Linked DNA regions of Pan troglodytes: region 1 is linked to region 2. The links are chromatin contacts, called in public Hi-C maps. All regions are on one chromosome and are shown on one strand. The core of a region is the stretch at or near the end of the contact, and the rest is flanking DNA. Distances in the headings are between cores, read along the strand shown.

Region 1 (2,793 bases), core at 62-2,561, 700 kb before region 2:
TGGACCAGGTAACGGTAATTTTCCTGGAAAATTCAGGGAAGAGTGTTTCAGGAAATCTCTATTAGGTTCTTGCTTTCTGCATTCTATACTCCTCTTGGAATCGGCGTTCTAACAACTGCAAACCTGCCCATAGGCAGGTGAACTTCAAAACCCTGGAGACAAATTATTAGAGGGGCTTGGATTGGCTGTTGTGTATCAAGAGGGCACAGCAACTCTGGGGTGCTTCGACACTTCCCCAAAGTAGTGAAAGATCAGTTCTAACTCTCAGAAAAATAGAAAACCATTACTGAGAAGGAATAATTTGCATGTGAACACACTCTATTTGTGTTTTCACACAATGCTTATGTGTTCGTGTGTGTTAAATATGTTAGATTCAAAAATTAAGCCTGAGAAAAACCAGGAAACAGAAGAATTACTGTAGCTCAGAAGTATGAGTAGTCTGGTCTACAGGACAGCAAAAACATATCTGATGGCTTCTACAGACTAAAGTTCCAAGCCACTAGGTATATCCACTCACACAGCCTTCTCTCCTGTGCGTTTGTATGGCCGCTTCTCAGGAATGCTGGTGAGAAGCCCATGATATAACCAATATGAAAATGTTCCACCACTGTAGTATTCTAGATATTTGAAAAGACAATGGATGAGAATGAAAATGATGCATATAGAATAATATTAATGTTAAAAGTAAACAATACTACAGGTGGTGATAAGGGCTATTAAAATATAAAAGAGTTCAATAGGAAGAGAAATGAATGGATGTTTGCCTTTTCAAAGAGGGTGGGTTTGTAAATGCCAGGAAATCCAGTTTCCTTTAGGGATTATTCACGGGCCTCACCATCTTCTCTTCTCAAGGCATTTAAATAACAGGATCCACTTTAATAAAAAATGTCAAACTCCTCACGCCTTCACTAGCAGCCAGAAAAGCACGCGTATGGTCTATACTATACAATTTAGCCACGAATGACACCTGCTTTGCTTTGTTTTCTATTGTGTTAGGCGTCAGCCTCGTGTGCTCAGATAGATCTTAAGCTCCTTGAAGGCAAGAAAGAACCCGGTCCCAGACTGCGTCCGACACACAGAATGCTCGTAGGAAGCACAGGCTGATTTATGGAAAATACGGCAAGGGTCTTCAATTTCGAACTACAGCTCCGCCTTGGAGATGCTTTCCGCAGCCCGCGGGCCGCCCACGGGGGGCACTGTCTAGCTCCCCTCGTCCCTCAGCCGCTCTCCGTCGGTGCTGTTCCCCGCTGCGGCCGGGAGGAGGCGCCACGGACTCGGGCTAAGCTTCTTCCCCCTTCCGTCCCCCTTCCATCCCCCTTCCCACCCCACTTCCCCAGCACATGACGTGGGAAGCTGCCTCCGCCAGAGTCTTAGCAAGAGGAGTGAGGGGGTGCAGGGGCTTGGGGGTGGGGTGGGGTGGGGGGTGTGCAGAAAGAGGACACGCGCGCTCACACCCGCCCCTGGGAGCAGAAGCAGTATCTTCCCCAGCTTCGTGGGTTTCTCCTCCCCCCCGGAGTCAGGGTGTGCGAGGTAGGGTGTGTGTGTGTGTCTGTGTGTGTGTGCGCGGCACGTTTTTGAGTGTGAGACCCAAATCCAGACCAGGCAACCTGCGTTCCCCGCGCCTCCCCCCGTCCCCGGTGATTAATACCCATTTTTCTGACGCTCCCCTCCTCCCCTCCTGCTCTCCCTCTCCGGCTGCCGCGCGGTTGACTTGCACAGCCTGCCCCCGCCCGCTTCCCTTCCCCCGGCTCCGATCCTCACCAACTGGAATCTGGGCTCCTGCCTCTCCACCCCCTACCTCTTTTTGAGAAAGGAAGGTTCCCCCCACCCCCTTTCAAAAACCACTTCCTCCGGCTTCTTCACCTCTAGGAAATCTCGGGGCTTCGCTCTATCGAGAGTGCTCGTCAAGGGTGATTCTTGATCACCACCATCCAGTAGTGCTGGCGTCCGAATGCATATCCTTTTGCCCTGCAAAGAAGAGTCATGAACTTCAAAACCCCCGAGACGGATCATTAATCCTGCTTTGCAGGAAAGGAAAACCCTCCATTCCCAGCCACCGGCCACCCCTCTCCGCAGACTGCAACCGCGGAGGCGCTCGGAGCCGGTACGTAAAGATGGGCTTTGGAGTCTCTCCTTTGAATGTAGGGGTTTGGGGGTGTCAGGCAGATAAAGGGTCGAAGCCGTGAAATCGTGAACCAATCTGGCATGAGGTAAAGCTCTGAAATCCAGCAGAACCCGGCACTTGCTAATTTGGACGTGGCTTTTTTAAAGGTTTTTTTTTTTTGTGGGGGAGGGGGTGCTGTGACTGGGTAGGGCTGTCTCTGGTCTTTTGGGGGGTTTCATCCCTTCACCTAGCAGAGGGGCAGGGCAGCGGCGCCCCGGGCCGGACCCACGCGCCGAGCCCATCCGTCCAATCGACACGTTGCAGGTGAAGCCCCGTGCGCTGCACCTCAGCGCGGCGGCAGCGTGAGTGTGCGCGGGGGTGAGTGTGCGCGGGGGTGAGTGTGAGTGCGCGCGGGGCGCGTGCGCGTCGGGGGCGTGTGTGCGCGCGTGTCAGTGTGCCCCTTCCAAGAAATGCCCAGTGTGCACCCCGTGCACAATCAGAACCCATTCAGCCCAAGCCCGGGGTGGGAGGCGGCGCTGCTGCTGGAGGCGATGGGGAGAGCGAGACAGACATGTCAGCAGCAATGCAGATGGGGCTGGGGGCCGCACTCGCTGGCGAGTTAAGTGGGAATTGTGTTTCTGCGTGTGTGTGAGTGTGTGTTGCTGTATGGTGCCGCTTCTCCCCCCCTT
Region 2 (2,856 bases), core at 334-2,833:
GAGTCCTCTGGGACTTTCCCTGACTCCTTCCCTTTCTTTCTCATCAGTTCACACAGCCCTCTAGCCCGTGTCTGCCATGCAAGACAACCAGGCAGCACCCACAAAATGTTGCGTATGGTGTATGTGTTTAGTGTACAAGGGGTTTCTTGGCACAGAGCTGATCTTAGCTGAGGGTGGAGTCTGATGCCTTCAGCCAATTCTTAAAGGCTACAGATCAATGTCCTTCTCCTTGGTGTCAGCATTGCAAATATGCAATGCTTCGATATGCGGCCTGCTAGTGGCTCCAACTATGAAGAGGTTCTCCAAGTGGCTTCTCCCACTAGTGTAGTGGGAGAGGCACAACATACACACAGGAAAAACTGAATAAGAAGTCATGATTCTAGACACCAATGTGTAAAGAAAGGGCCAGCTGAGGGGCTCACAGAGCACTATCAGCGATCAGAGGATAGGAAAACTCCCTCCGACAGAAGTTGAGGGCTCACCTGAGCCCCAAGAGCTACAGAAAGTGGTCCTGGTGCTGTGATGAAGTGGGCAAGCTCTTCCCTCTACTTCAGGGTGGAACACTGGAAGGGCATATCACAAGGTGTATCATCCACGAGGAGGAAGGAGAACATATGCAACACATCTGAATCTTCAAAGGTAATAGGCTCTTGAAGATGCCGGGCTGTCTTTAGCCCCAGATCTTGGGGCTTATTGCAGGGCATGACTCTTATCTAAAGGCTTCACCACGGAACCTCTGACTACTCAGTGACCTTCTTCTGGAGGACAAAACTGATTTGCAATTAAGTTCCTAGGGATGAGCAAGAGGAGAGAAGTCAGGGACCTGGTTATTCACAATTTTTTTGTCCATTTATTCATCAGTTCACTCACATAATCATCTATCCATCCATGTATCCATTCCATCTTTCATTCACTCACTATGTATTTTATATAGCAATTGTTATGTGCCCAGCCCAGTGTCCTGCGTTATGAGAAGTACAATTGTGTATCTCCTTTCCTTCTACCCTAAGGAAGATTCTACAATCCTCTACTCAGTGTTGAAGATTCTCCTCTTCTGTCCCACCCCATCTGGGGGAGCAGATGTCCTATGACATTCACACAGTTCATTCCGCCGCAGAAGCAGTGCCCTAACAGCGCTGATCCCACTGCTCTCAGCAAACCCTCTCATACTGGATCTAACTGTTTAGACATGACAGATCCACCCACCCACTTCCCAAAAGGACAAAGAAGATAGGACTCAGTGTGCTGGCCCCTTAGAATCAAATATCATGTTTGCCACTGACAACTGACCTGTGAGCTGGTTCCAGTCTCCGCCTCACATGGGCCCCCTCCCTAGGTGTTCACCTAGAACCATTCCAGTCGCCTTTTTTCCTCGCCTGCTGCCTCACTCCCACCCTCTGCCTTTGTGGGATTTGTGACAATCTTTGCTCTTTAAAATATTTTCTGGAGTGTATTTGTGTGTCTTTAGTGGTGGTGGAATGCTGTATAATTATCTCCCGATTCATCAGGCTCCTTAACAGGCAAATGCCTTTCTTTCCAATAAGTTTCTCTGGCTGAGGCACCAATAGGCCTTGTTGCTACGGAAACCAGAACGTTTCTTTCTCTATTTTAATGGTATGTTGAAAGTGCGGCGTGCATGTGCATGCACACATATGGTGGCTGCTGGTCTTTTCAGCTCTTTTTTCCTTCCCTACCTCTGCTGACCTGTCTGGCATTTTCCCGACCTCACATGTTTCAGGACGTCCCTCTCATCCACAGCCCCTGCTTGCCCCCTTCCTGCCTTTCACTGTGCCTCCACCTCCCCCTACCCTTCCATCTGGTGTTCTCAGCTGTTTAAAAAAAATACCAGTTGGCTTTGCATGAAATCTAAGAGAGAGAGGCAAATAAAAGGTAATTGTGGAAACAAAGCACTGCAAAAGGCTTTGACCAGCCAGGTGTTTCCTGCTGGAAGGCTAGTGGCCTCACTTGGCCATCTTCCTAGCACATGGGGCTGCTTCGGAGAAGGAGAGGGGATGGAGAGAGAGCAGCTCGGTGCAAGAGTAAAGAGAGAGCATATCCCCGCAGCACCATCTGCTGCTGCTGCTCCTGGGCACAGAGGAACTTCTCTCCACCCAAGTCCCTGGGTTTGGTTCAAGGACTATTGGAGGAGGGGAGGGCTCTGTTGAAATTTATTTGTTTATTCAGTTAGTCAACAAACACTCACTGAACACTTAGCATATACCAGGCACTGTTCTAGGCACTGGGGATATGCTGAGGGTTCCTGTCCTCGAGAAGCAAGCCTTGCTCACAGACAGTTGCCAAGGCAGCATGATAAGTGGTGAGAGGCACAGTGACATTTGGGCTCTGGAATGAGACAAGCTTAAGTTTGAGCCCCAGGCCACCATTTTTTAGCTGTGACCTTGGGTAAATGACTAAACCTCTAGAAAGCTCAGTTTCCTTATCCCTAAATGTAGCTTTATAATAAAGTTGTTTCAGAAGATAATAAAATAATGAGTCTTTATTAGCATAATCAATAAACGTTGGTTGCCAATGTTGTCTCTTTCATTATTATTACCATTATCAGGGTCTTAAGGGGCTCATGGTAACATGCAAGGTGCCCACAGACATAGGCAAGGCAACACCAAGAAGGGTTTGACCAGACATTTTCTGAGTAGGAAAGTATGAAGAGCATTCTAGTCAGAGGGCACAGCATGTGCAAAAGACCTACAGCGTAGACAAGGGAGTGCGTATGTGGCTGCTGTGTCCTGTGTGCATGTCTGGGAGTGGGGGCACAGTGGACTCTGGCTAGGCTGTGAGGACACTGACGGCTAGGGGGTAGGGATTGAAACGGACCCTCCAGTTATGGAAGTACACAGG

What was found. A called contact is a pair of places that touch in the nucleus more often than the background predicts.
Region 1: a Hi-C map of stem cell-derived neural progenitor cells shows a contact between it and region 2, with 3 times the contacts expected there. The contact joins the promoter of GRIN2B here to the enhancer-like site in region 2. A contact is called at or near these places in 1 of 7 Hi-C or Micro-C datasets (stem cell-derived neural progenitor cells) and 1 of 1 datasets of contacts at active chromatin or transcription factors (stem cell-derived excitatory neurons).

What each region holds. Positions count from the first base shown.
Region 1 is chr10:21,124,647-21,127,439 of NHGRI_mPanTro3-v2.0_pri, reverse strand. GRIN2B (glutamate ionotropic receptor NMDA type subunit 2B) reads left to right here and starts at 1,311. Exons shown (of 15, transcript XM_016922999.4): 1 at 1,311-1,530; 2 at 1,870-2,104.
Region 2 is chr10:20,422,863-20,425,718 of NHGRI_mPanTro3-v2.0_pri, reverse strand. No RefSeq gene overlaps it. Among named protein-coding and RNA genes, the nearest start is that of EMP1, 79 kb to the right of the region's middle. Within about 2 kb of position 1,583, at least 7 of the 24 cell types and tissues checked have an H3K27ac peak or open chromatin away from gene starts, as enhancers often do. A contact at or near this core is called in stem cell-derived neural progenitor cells, where this site is marked.